2 separate regions of the Arachis hypogaea genome follow, and region 1 is linked to region 2. The links are chromatin contacts, called in public Hi-C maps. All regions are on one chromosome and are shown on one strand. The core of a region is the stretch at or near the end of the contact, and the rest is flanking DNA. Distances in the headings are between cores, read along the strand shown.

Region 1 (5,727 bases), core at 1,884-4,383, 230 kb before region 2:
GATAACAAAGTACAGAACTCTTACATTTAGGTCTTAATTCCCCTTGTCAAGTACTAATTCTATTTTTTCCTTTGAAGACCCTCTGCAGCTTGTACGACTTCTGTGTCTAAATCTTGCACAAGATATTAATTTGTTAGATGAAGTTTGCGAGATTCAGTGATTCTCCGTCGTAAATATGCAAAGTAGCAAACTATCCCCGTTTATTGTTGTTTTTGGGTAAACCAGCGGGGCCTAAGCCCAAGAAAAAGAGAAAAAGAACTAGTTGGAGGGAGTAGTGCCCCTGTTTACATCATTTATAAGGAGATCTTTCATCTCTTCCAGTGGACTATCAAGAAAATAAAATCCAAATTATTTTCTTACACTAGCCCAAATAAAATCCAAATTGTTTTCTTACACTAGCCCACTTTTATGTGTGTGCATGACTTTGATCTCCCAGGCTTATACTATCTACGTTTGTTGTTACCCATCATCATGCTGAGAATCCAGTGTAATCCATCACAATTGTCACCCTTAGCTATGGCCGTTTCAAACCAACTGGGATCCTACCTATTTCGCACGAATAACTTTGGACATCATACGAACCACAATATCTTGTTAACAAGAAAAGTAAACGTGAATCAACTCTACTTCAGATACCCTTACTGCTATAGGAGATATTCTAATAAACAATTTAACAGAAAGCACAGGGTATGATAATCCACATCATTTTGTAGAGCTCTCCTAATTCTTTACCGGCTTCCCCAATTTCATTGTGGGAAAGCAACAAAAATGAGCTCGAACTAGTATCGTCTTGAGGATGTTTAGTTATAGAATTCCTAATTATATTTTAATTCTAGACAATATTAATAGTAGGATCGATTCACATTTTTGAAAGATCGAATGTAATAAATTACTTTGATTTGATATTAAAAGTATAATTTATAGGCTAGATATTATTACATCAGTTTGTTTAGTTAATAATGGGAAACCGAAGTGAATACACACGAACAGCTATGATAACAACCACTCTTCAATTGCAAAGGGCAACTAGCATAGAATATAGACGAGTTTAGACCGGCTATTGGATGCATCAAATGAAAAGGATAGCATTTACAGAAGAATTATCTGTACGAGCTTACGGTTCATGATTACATTTGCATGAAAGATGACTCCATAAAAATACTAAATTATGTAAATTTATAGCAATATTCACTTCTGCATGTTAACCACAAGAACCATCATCTTTCAAAACTGACTTAAATAGGGTAAAAATGTGCACTAACCACAGCAATTTAGGACTAAAATAAACAGAGACTGTACCACTATTTAAGACTGCCCCGCAGCCAATAGTTCAATTGTAAAAATAAAGATCAGAACCTCTGGCAACTCTAAAGACACCCAGAAATCAAAATCACTCTTCAACAACATTGACTAGTTCATATTCAACTAATGAAAGATTGTTATCCTCTTTAACCTCAAAAGTTGCAGGTTCAGTGACTTCAATACGGCCCCATTTATCAACTGCTAGCCTCATGGATCCTTTGAACATGTCGATCTTTGCGTTACGCAAAATTAGAGTAGATCCTGGCTTCATGAGTTCCACTGCACAAAAATAAATCAATCAATCACAAAAACCAAGAAAAGGCTGAGAGCATTTTAGCATAGACTGGAAAAACATGTGCTAACAAATGTAGAAAAGAAACAAAGAAAGCATCAGTTTGGTAGACCACACATGTTGACTACTCCATGGACTCGAAAATGTATCATGTTTCCACACACAGATGCTAATGCATATTCACATATAATGTTTGGCTTACTAGGGGAAATGTTAAATATCTTGGTTACAACATGCAAGATACCATAAATCACGATCAACCTAACTTCGAACTAACAGAATTAAATACATTAATTAACAGCATTTGCGTATTTAATTCGTAATGCGCAAAAGTGGAAAGAGGAATCAATATGTGGTTCCGACTTAAGCCCTAACCGGAAAGTCCGTTAACAATTCAAAATTAAAGTTACCGACCAATAATCACCTCTATGATATCATAGACCATTCAGAATACCGGCTGGTTTTCCCACTAATTCTCCTCCAAGAAACAACAAACATATGGCAACCCAATTGCGGAAGAACTCATTTAAGTCAGCTAATGGAGAGACATAGCAAGTACAAAAGGCATGGGGCGAAATTATTGTGTTAGCATTAGCAACATGGATTGTTTCCCTTTTTAAGTTCAAAATCATAACATGCTTTTCAAATGGAAAAAAAAAAAAAGCTTCCCTGAATGAACTCAACTCCTAAACAGTAAAATTGCCAGGCCAAGAGGTATGTATCCTTTGATATTAAACACTATTGATTGAAACTTTTATGGCAGCCATAGCAACTTTCGCTATTAAATCAACATGCACGAGTAACAAAGTGTGATTGCTAGCAACTCCAGCATACATAATCCCCATTTTCTTCTAACGTAAGGGACTGAAGCCTAATCCTATCACAAAGTCAACAACTTTACATGTTTTTTCCTTGATCACACACCAAATAGAACTTAAATCATCACAATTACATACACATAACATACACAGATTGAACTTTCAAAAAATGAAATGACAGAAACAAGAAACATACCCTGTTCGTTACGGGCAGTGAAGACTATGGTTCCAGTTTCATCTCCGACGAGGCACTCGGCGATGCGAGAAGGACGAGCCGCCGCCAGCATCGACGTCCGACCACCACGGTTGCTGACTGTCTTGACGGGCTTCGAGCTAACAACCTTGACTGTGAGCGTGTGACCGCTTGTTCCCGGTTTGAGCTGATCCACCTTCACAAACACTGGCTTTCGCTTTGCCGCCGGTGTCGCCATTGATTTCACAAACTTCGTTTTTTTTTTCCGCCCTTTCTTTTTTGCAGTTCGCTATGCGAGATAATCGATCGAAACGGAAACGGAAACGGAATCAAAGGTATAAGCTAGAGAGTAGAAACTCAACTTAAACCCTAACCCTACTCTCTCCCTTTCGTTTTTGGATTTGGGAATTTTGAGTAATTGGGCCCACACTTTGTTAGCCCATGTAGTTAGGCCCCCACAGGTGTAAGGATTTCAAAAAGAATCAGTACCCTTCAAAACCCGAAAAAAAAACAAGAAAAAGAAATGGGGTACCCTTCACCAAGTCTAGTATTTTGCTAGAACCTAGAATAGTAGAATGTACCGAAACCAATTTGGGTTGGTCTAGTGGTTAGCTCACTAATTTGCTTAAGTAAGTGTTGAGAGTTCGAATCCTGTCTTGTGTATGCAGTAATTATTGGTCAGCGACAAATCCTTAAATAAACGTCCGATCTGCGACGGATTAGTCCTTAACTTAGCAGGTTGAGAAATACCATAAAAAAGAAAAAAAGAATAATATAATACTTAAGAGGTATGTATAAATTGAGAATTTTTTTACCCTTTTTTGGAATAGAAAGACTCATGTAGTTTATTTTTATGTGAAATTGATAAACAATTATCAACTATTAAATACACATAACAGATATTTATTATGAACTTCAATTATTGTATGTGAATTTTTGTATTTTTTTTTTTTTTTGTAAAAAGCTTGAGTGAATCAGAATTTATTGTGCGAAAACAACTAGTTATGTGAGTTTTAGTTGTCTACACAGAAATAGTATGTAATTGAAAGATGCTTGAATATTGGGTTGAGAGTTCAACAAAAAAAAAAATTTATTTGAAAGACTGTGATTTTTTAGTTCAGTTTTGGTTTTTTTGTATAATGATATTTATTGCTACTATGTTTTTTTTGGCGTCTGTCTCATGCAATTAAGTAAAATTATTTTCAACATACTATTTACTGAATTATATGGCATTTCTAATAGCTATCTAAATATGGTGAAATTTTCAACCCTCCTTATCAATGGTCAATTAAAACTACCATGTTATAAATGATGGTGATATTTTTAGATAACGGTGATATTTTTAGATAATGCTAAGTTTTTATACATTCTTAATATAAAGTTTTGATTTGTTTCATGAACGGTTTAGGATGAGTTATCAACAAATCTTATAATATTGGAGGTGTAAGTTATAAATCAATATTTAATATGTTTTGAATTTTTTATGAGTTTTAGATGTGTTAATAAAATAATTAGCATGAATTTTTATGATTTTAAATGTGTACTGCTAATTTTTTATGTATTTAATATACAGTGTACAACAATAATGCCAATAAAAAAGGTATTTGTCCTTATCCAAAGAAAGAAAAATAGCAAATAAGACGACTTCTATTGATAAGTCTCATAAATTCAATGATAAAACACTACAAGAAGAATGGAGATTTGCGGCGGTTTTTTCTGTTATTAACGGTGGTTTTAAACCGCCACCAAAACCAATATCAGTGGTTGAGTGAACCGCCTTAGTTAGTAGCGCAGGTAGTTGATTTTGCGGCGATTTTCAGCAACCGCTGATATAACTGCCGCTAATCAGATAATTGATTTTGCTTTACTAGTTTTTTTTGTTAAATTGTGGCGGTTTAGAATTGTCACAATTCTAATAGATGCTTTAAAAAAAATATAGCAATTTTTAACCTACCGCAGTTTTTTACATGATATTTAAAAAAAATAACTGCTAAACTACTACATGTGATACTATTTTTTTTTACTATAACTTATTTTCTTTACATCATAATTGATTAAACTTAATAATTAGCAATTATTAAGCCAAATACTACTATTTAACTCAACTGTAGCATTCATATAGTGTTACTCATAGGTACTTTATTACTCAACAAAATATAATTCTTATTGTGAAGTTAATGCAGAGAAAAAAAATAGAATAATCTCAAGCACCTAATATAGTTTCATAAGGAATAATGATTCCTACTTTCTAGGTTTCTTGAACTAATTTATGGTGCTGGAGTGCTATTTTTAAGGCTTAATAGCATTGTAAGGCTTAAAATCAACTATTCTATTAAATAAATATATCCATTTTATGTCACAAAACTGTCTATTGTTAAATTGTATATATATGCACACAATGAAAAATATAGTAAATTTTTAGGAAACATTGATCTCACACTGCAGAAACAGGATCCATATGAACACATTTGGCTTCATCTAACTTTCTAGCATCATAGCTATAGCAATTTCCATCTTTATTTTCCTGCATGGTCATGCAATTTATCCATAAGAATACAAATAATAATTGAAAAGATAGAATTTCAAAAACATAGATAAATATTTTAGAAGTTAGCTAAAACCAAAATTTTATACAATAATAGCTTAAAAAAACACTGGTTAAATTCATCTCATGAACTTACAGCTGTGAAATTTATTGGTTTTATTGGGTTCCATGCTATCGAATTCGTTTTGGTCTGCCACATAGGGAGAAAAAGGTCAGTATAGTCATGAATAAGTAATTTGGATAAAAATGCAAACTGAAAGAACACATATGATGATGATAGCAAGAATGCAATAGAGAAATGAACCGATGATATAATCTACTATGAAATTAGAAGTAAATAAGAGAATAAGTTACTAATTAAAGTAAAGTAAAATTGATTGCTCGACTTAGGAAAATGAAAATCTACACCTGTGTTGAAATTGAAACTAATTAAATAGAATAATTACCATCATTGTCATTTTTGTCACTGGAGAAGCCATACATAGATCGTATAACATTATACCTCGGTCACTATAATAAAACAGGTTAGACAAATAAGTAACTCATAACAAATTCAAACTCAAACATTACATACATA
Region 2 (5,579 bases), core at 2,574-5,073:
GAATTTCTTGATTCCTCTTACAAATTCTACAAGATAAATTTGAAATTGAATTGTTTGTTTTTCTATTTCCATATACATATTTATTATGCCATTAAACATGTTCATGAATTGGACAATTTCTGCAAAAAAAACTTAGTAAAAAATAAACAACTTCAACATAACAAGATTTGAATATCTTTATCTACAGCTTTTGAGGGGCCATCGAAACTTGCAATATCTTTTTCCAAATATTTTGCTAGAGCCATATAATTAGCCTTCTCTTTTACATTTCTTTTTAGTGCACTACTATGACAAACCTCAGAAGCATGTTGAAGGAGTTCCCTATACAGATATCCCTGTTTTTTTCTTAGGGCAATATAGACAAGTGAAGGTTTCATCTGATATTCTCACAATGTGAATTCGCTTCTTGAGCTCTTCATAAGATTCATCTACATACCTTAAACTTATTTGAGGTGCACTTGCACTAGTATCTGTGTTAGATGTGGAGCAATGAGCCATTACAATTTCTCCCAGCCAAGGTATTACAATAATTGAAACATAGATATTAATACTAGAACAGTGTACAAATGGTTGCCATTTTGGTTTACCTATCGCTTCCATGAAAAAAATAAAAAAATAAACAAATATTGTGAAGTAGCGAATTTTTTCAAAAAATTCTCAAATTTAATCAAATTTAATGTGTTTATTTATATTTATTTATTATTTTATTATAAAACGATTTTTTCGGTTCAATCACGGTCAAATTGGTTGAACTTATGAACCAGTAAATCAGTAACTAAAACGGTTCGATGATCGGTTCGGTTTTTAAAACTTTACTTTACACTGTAAACAAGATATGACAAAAAAATTTAAATCGATAAATTCTCATAAAAATATTTATTTTAGTAAATATTATATTATTTTATTTATTAACATAAAAAATTCCGACTAAAAGTGAAAAGTCTAAACAAGTAGTGAGTTCGACCGAAAAAGTTGCTGGTCACAAAAAGAGAGAGTATAATGACTATATATATATATATATATATATATATATATATATATGACACTAGGGTCTATCAGTCTTTAATTAGTTGGGTTTTCCTCCCCTGATCCCCTCTTAAAAAAAATGAGCTCAGTTGAAAAATCGGCCAAATTCGGATTCAATTTAGTTTATCGGTTTTTGTTGGTTTTTCTAATTAATTCGTCACCAATTTTAAAACAAATGGCTTAGCTTTAAATAAGAACCAAACTGAATTGGCCAATAATTTACGATTCAGTTCAATTTTCATAACTATCCTAATAACTAATAACTATGTATAGTGTTTTATATATGGGGTCATCATCTCCTTTTAGAAAAAATATTTATGTATTTATTGTAAGTAAAGGGCTAAACGTGTACAAATGTTTATTAAAAATATAATTATTTATATATTTTTTTTATTAATTTAAAATTTTAAAATAAATAATACTATAAAGTGATATAAAAATTTTTATAACTTAAAAGTATAAAGTTCATTATTCCTTATTATTCCAAAAAATTAAAAATAAGATCACCCATATATGTGTAAATCAGCTGTTGCAATTCTTTATTCTGCATCTATATAGTATATATCACCATTGTCAACTTATTTACAAAATTAAATAGTAAAAATTTTAAGTAAAATAAAGATTTAAAGAAAGCTAAATTTTAGTTTTGATTTCCATATTTCCTTTTCTCTATTAAATTTTTTTAAAAATTTTAATTTGTTTCATTTATATTATTAGTTCATTCTGTTAAATATCATTATTATAATAGTTTAAATTTTTTTTTAGATAACTAAAACTAGAAAAAGAAAAAGGAAAAGTATAGAGTACCAACATATTATCTGCTAACTTATTGTCAATAATAATTAATTATTATATTTTAAACACATATATAAAAAGACATATCCAGAAAATATATCTATAAAGACACTTCTATTAAATACAGACATAAAAAAGATATTTTTATTAGACACATCCATAAAAATACTCCATTAAATATAATTATAAATAAGAGTTGGCAAATTGACAGAAATATTGTTGGTAAGAAACGATGTTAATAACGTAGCGGGATTAAATGCATAATGTATGGCTGCTTCTAATTAATTAATGACATCATTTTTGGTCTCTTCTTTTACATGATAAGCGGAATATAATGTGATTGCTTCTGCATGCTGCCTTCAAAGTTCAAACTAAACCATAGACTACTCAAAGTTTATAGACATAGAGCTGAATTTCTTAGATAATGATAAACTTTAATTTCCCTATCAAGTTAATGGTCCATCATATAAATTTGGGTTATAACCTGCTTATCTCACACATTATGCAAGTAAAATAATCGTCCTGAAAATAATTTTAGATAACGGCGTTATTTAAAAAAAAAAGTGAGATAATGTTTTTTATTTTGACACGTATTTTTGAACGTATCTCTTTATATATGTATTTAAAATATAATAATTAATTATTATTGACAATAAATTGATAAATAATATGTTGGTACTCTATATTTTTTTTATGCATTTTAAGCTTTATTATATTTGAACTTGCATCATCATATGTGATGAATTTGATGGAATCCCGCAAATACGGTGTTGCTACATGCGTATACGGTCAAAAAAACTTTGGGTATGATGTCTCTATCGATCTTTGAATAGCCGAAATCGTGTTCAACTCATATGCAATCGCTTCACATACCTAAACCTCTTGTTAAGCTGATTTCCAATCATACTACAACTGTGCACAAGGACAGAATAAAAATATAAAACAAGTACTGTGGTTAGTTGGAGTACATTGGATAGACGAACATGTATGTACAGCAGTAATAATTATTTTATAATCAAGAGAATATTATTAGCTTAATTACATTTTTCTTTATTATATTTTTATCTTATATTTGAATTAATATTAGCTGATTTTTTTACTTTTTTCCCTAAAAATATTAGTCCATAGTATTTTTTTTATAATTAATGATGTTTCTTCTATTATGATTTTCTTTTTCCAATTTGTTATTAATTTATTTTTCAATGATATGCGTGATATATTCTTTGAAAAATTTTAAGTGACTTGTTAATCATTAAAAAATAAAACAATAAAAAGGGTCAAAACCGGTGATGATAGTCCTGGATCTAGATCTACCGACTTTCAGGAAGATAGAAAAGGGACAATAGATTATTATTATTATTATTATTATTATTATTATTATTATTATTATTATTATTATTATTATTATTGAATTAGTAAAACGAAATTCACTTAAGACATTATATACGTTCATCTAGATGGTTCTCTTCATTTTCATATGTTAATAATAATAAAGTAAGGAGCTATATCAGCTAACTGTAGGTAGTCTTGGATTTTGAGGTACTACTATTTGCAGTATTATTCGAGACGATCAAATATTAGGATCTCACAATCTAATTAGTAATAGACTAATAGTAATATATGGAAACAAAAAAAAAAAAAAGACTAATAGTAATATATGGAAACCAAAAAAAAAAAAGACTAATAGTAATATATACTTATATAGTATACAACCATACATACATAGTAAGGCTAACAAGTTTTCATTAAAAAAAAAAAGGTTAACAAGTTTAAATTGGCCTCTGAGAGGAAATTCATGACGTATTTCAAAGGTCCATGCTGTGCTTTTTAAAATAAAAACAAAATTATATATAAAATTGTGGAAATTATCAGAAAAATTTAAATATGATAATGGACTCTTTTTTTTTCCTTTAACCCTATCAGTTTTGGGAGCTCATTAATACAAGGATGATCTTGTCCACTATAAATGGGCTTTCAGGTCCAAAGATATTTGGGCTGTCTAATCCAAAAGACCTGAAACCGCGAAAAGAAACAAAAATAAGAAACCAGAAGAACAAAGGGAAGGTGAGAAGAGTCCAAAAAAAGGGGTTGGAAATGGTGGATGGGAAGTAGCAGTGGAGTGTATAGCTAGGACACGATTTTAATAGGAAGCTACAAACAATAACATGAAACGAACCCATCCATAGTCAATGGTGGGAACGGGAACGATCGCACTCCAACATTTCTCGATCACCTTCAACAACTTATTCCACCAAATATCACATTCATTTCACTGGTACCTTCTCTCTCTCTCTCTCTCTCTCTCTCTCTCTCTCTCTCTCTCTCTCTCTCTCTCTCAATATCTGTGTCTGGAAGCGATTGCATAGTTTACATGCCGCGTGACGATTCGTATTAAACTACTAAATTAGATCGCGTTAACCTTCACTAGATTCCTAGCTGATTGGTACTCCCTTCGATTTTCATCAATTAGTGTGTTTCGTTGTTGAATTGATTTCATTTCATTAGCGTTAGGACTTTTTCATTGGCGTAATTAGCTGATGAGGTGTGAGGTTTTGTTAACTGAATGAGGGAGCTCGTTTATACATGATAATTTGGTTTAAATCGATCTGTGGAGAACAATAGCGTAGCTTAATTTTTCAAATTTATATGGCGAATGATATATTATGAATATTTTCCGGCTCTGTTCAGTGAATTTGTTCCTCGGGCATACGGCAACCAGTATTGTCGTGATGAACATCTGAAACTGATTGTTGTTTTTGTAATTAGAATATGGACTTCTTTATTTATTTGCTGTGAGAATTTCTCGGATATTCAGCTGATTGTTCTGGAGTTTTTGTAGTTAAACTTGGTGTAGCACATGTGATGAAACTAAATTCAGTTGAGTGTGGTAGCATAAGGGGTTATGCATAACAGATTATAAGTTGCATGCTGAGTAACTTCTAGGAGTTAGAATTGTCAAGGATGGCATGGTGTTTGTTGTGCTGAAGTGACCTGCAGTCCTGCATAATTATGGTGCTTTTTTTATTTTTGTAATGTAGAGAAAATCTGTTTAGACCTCCCCTATTTCTCTTCCTTATCATAATAAAATTTATATACAAGTCTTACATCATTTTCCCTTCTCCTTGTTGCTTGCAGAATGTGACTATTTTGGATATTTCACAATTGTTCTCTTTGAGCATTGTGGTGAAGGTGTAGAAGATATCTATAACATAAGCTAGTAGATGCTCAGGGCTTAACAATGAAGCGTTATGTTTATATAAATGATGATGAATCAGCTCATGATTTATACTGTGATAATCGTATATCAAACAGAAAGTATACTGTGCTGAACTTTATTCCAAAAAATTTATGGGAACAGTTCAGGTAATCTTTCTGCACATGGTATTTTTTACTCTCTATTTTAACTGCTAGTGCTGTAACGTTGGTGCAAAATCATGAATAATTTACATGGTTCTACTGCATGACCTCCTTTCCCTGTCATCTTCTCTGATATTGAGTAACAAACTTTTGATTCAATGGAGTGAATTTTTCTCCCCCCCCCCCCCCAAGATATGCCATGTGTGTTTTGCTGTGTTTAGACATGCATTTTTAATTTTCATGAGGAATTCAGAGTTCAGACTTCAGACTTCAGATATTAGAGAAGAATGTAGTATCAAATATAAAATATAAGCTTGCACATATTGATTTGGATGATGGCGCACAATTTTTTACTTGACATTCATGTAATTAATCCTAGATTAGGGATTCGGCCTCTCTTT

The links. Hi-C and Micro-C count contacts between places; a contact is called where the count stands out from the background.
Region 1: a Hi-C map of leaf shows a contact between it and region 2, with 4 times the contacts expected there. The contact joins the promoter of LOC112771889 here to the promoter of LOC112769269 in region 2. A contact is called at or near these places in 5 of 8 Hi-C or Micro-C datasets (all in leaf).

What each region holds. Positions count from the first base shown.
Region 1 is chr18:11,759,874-11,765,600 of arahy.Tifrunner.gnm2.J5K5, reverse strand. LOC112771889 reads right to left here and starts at 3,133. Exons shown (of 2, transcript XM_025816725.3): 1 at 2,609-3,133; 2 at 1,061-1,581. The coding sequence starts at 2,843. The coding sequence ends at 1,391. LOC112770973 (protein NUCLEAR FUSION DEFECTIVE 6, mitochondrial) reads left to right here. Exons shown (of 3, transcript XM_025815495.3): 3 at 1-176.
Region 2 is chr18:11,526,887-11,532,465 of arahy.Tifrunner.gnm2.J5K5, reverse strand. LOC112769269 (phospholipid-transporting ATPase 2) reads left to right here and starts at 3,823. Exons shown (of 25, transcript XM_025813734.3): 1 at 3,823-4,096; 2 at 4,957-5,184. The coding sequence starts at 5,060.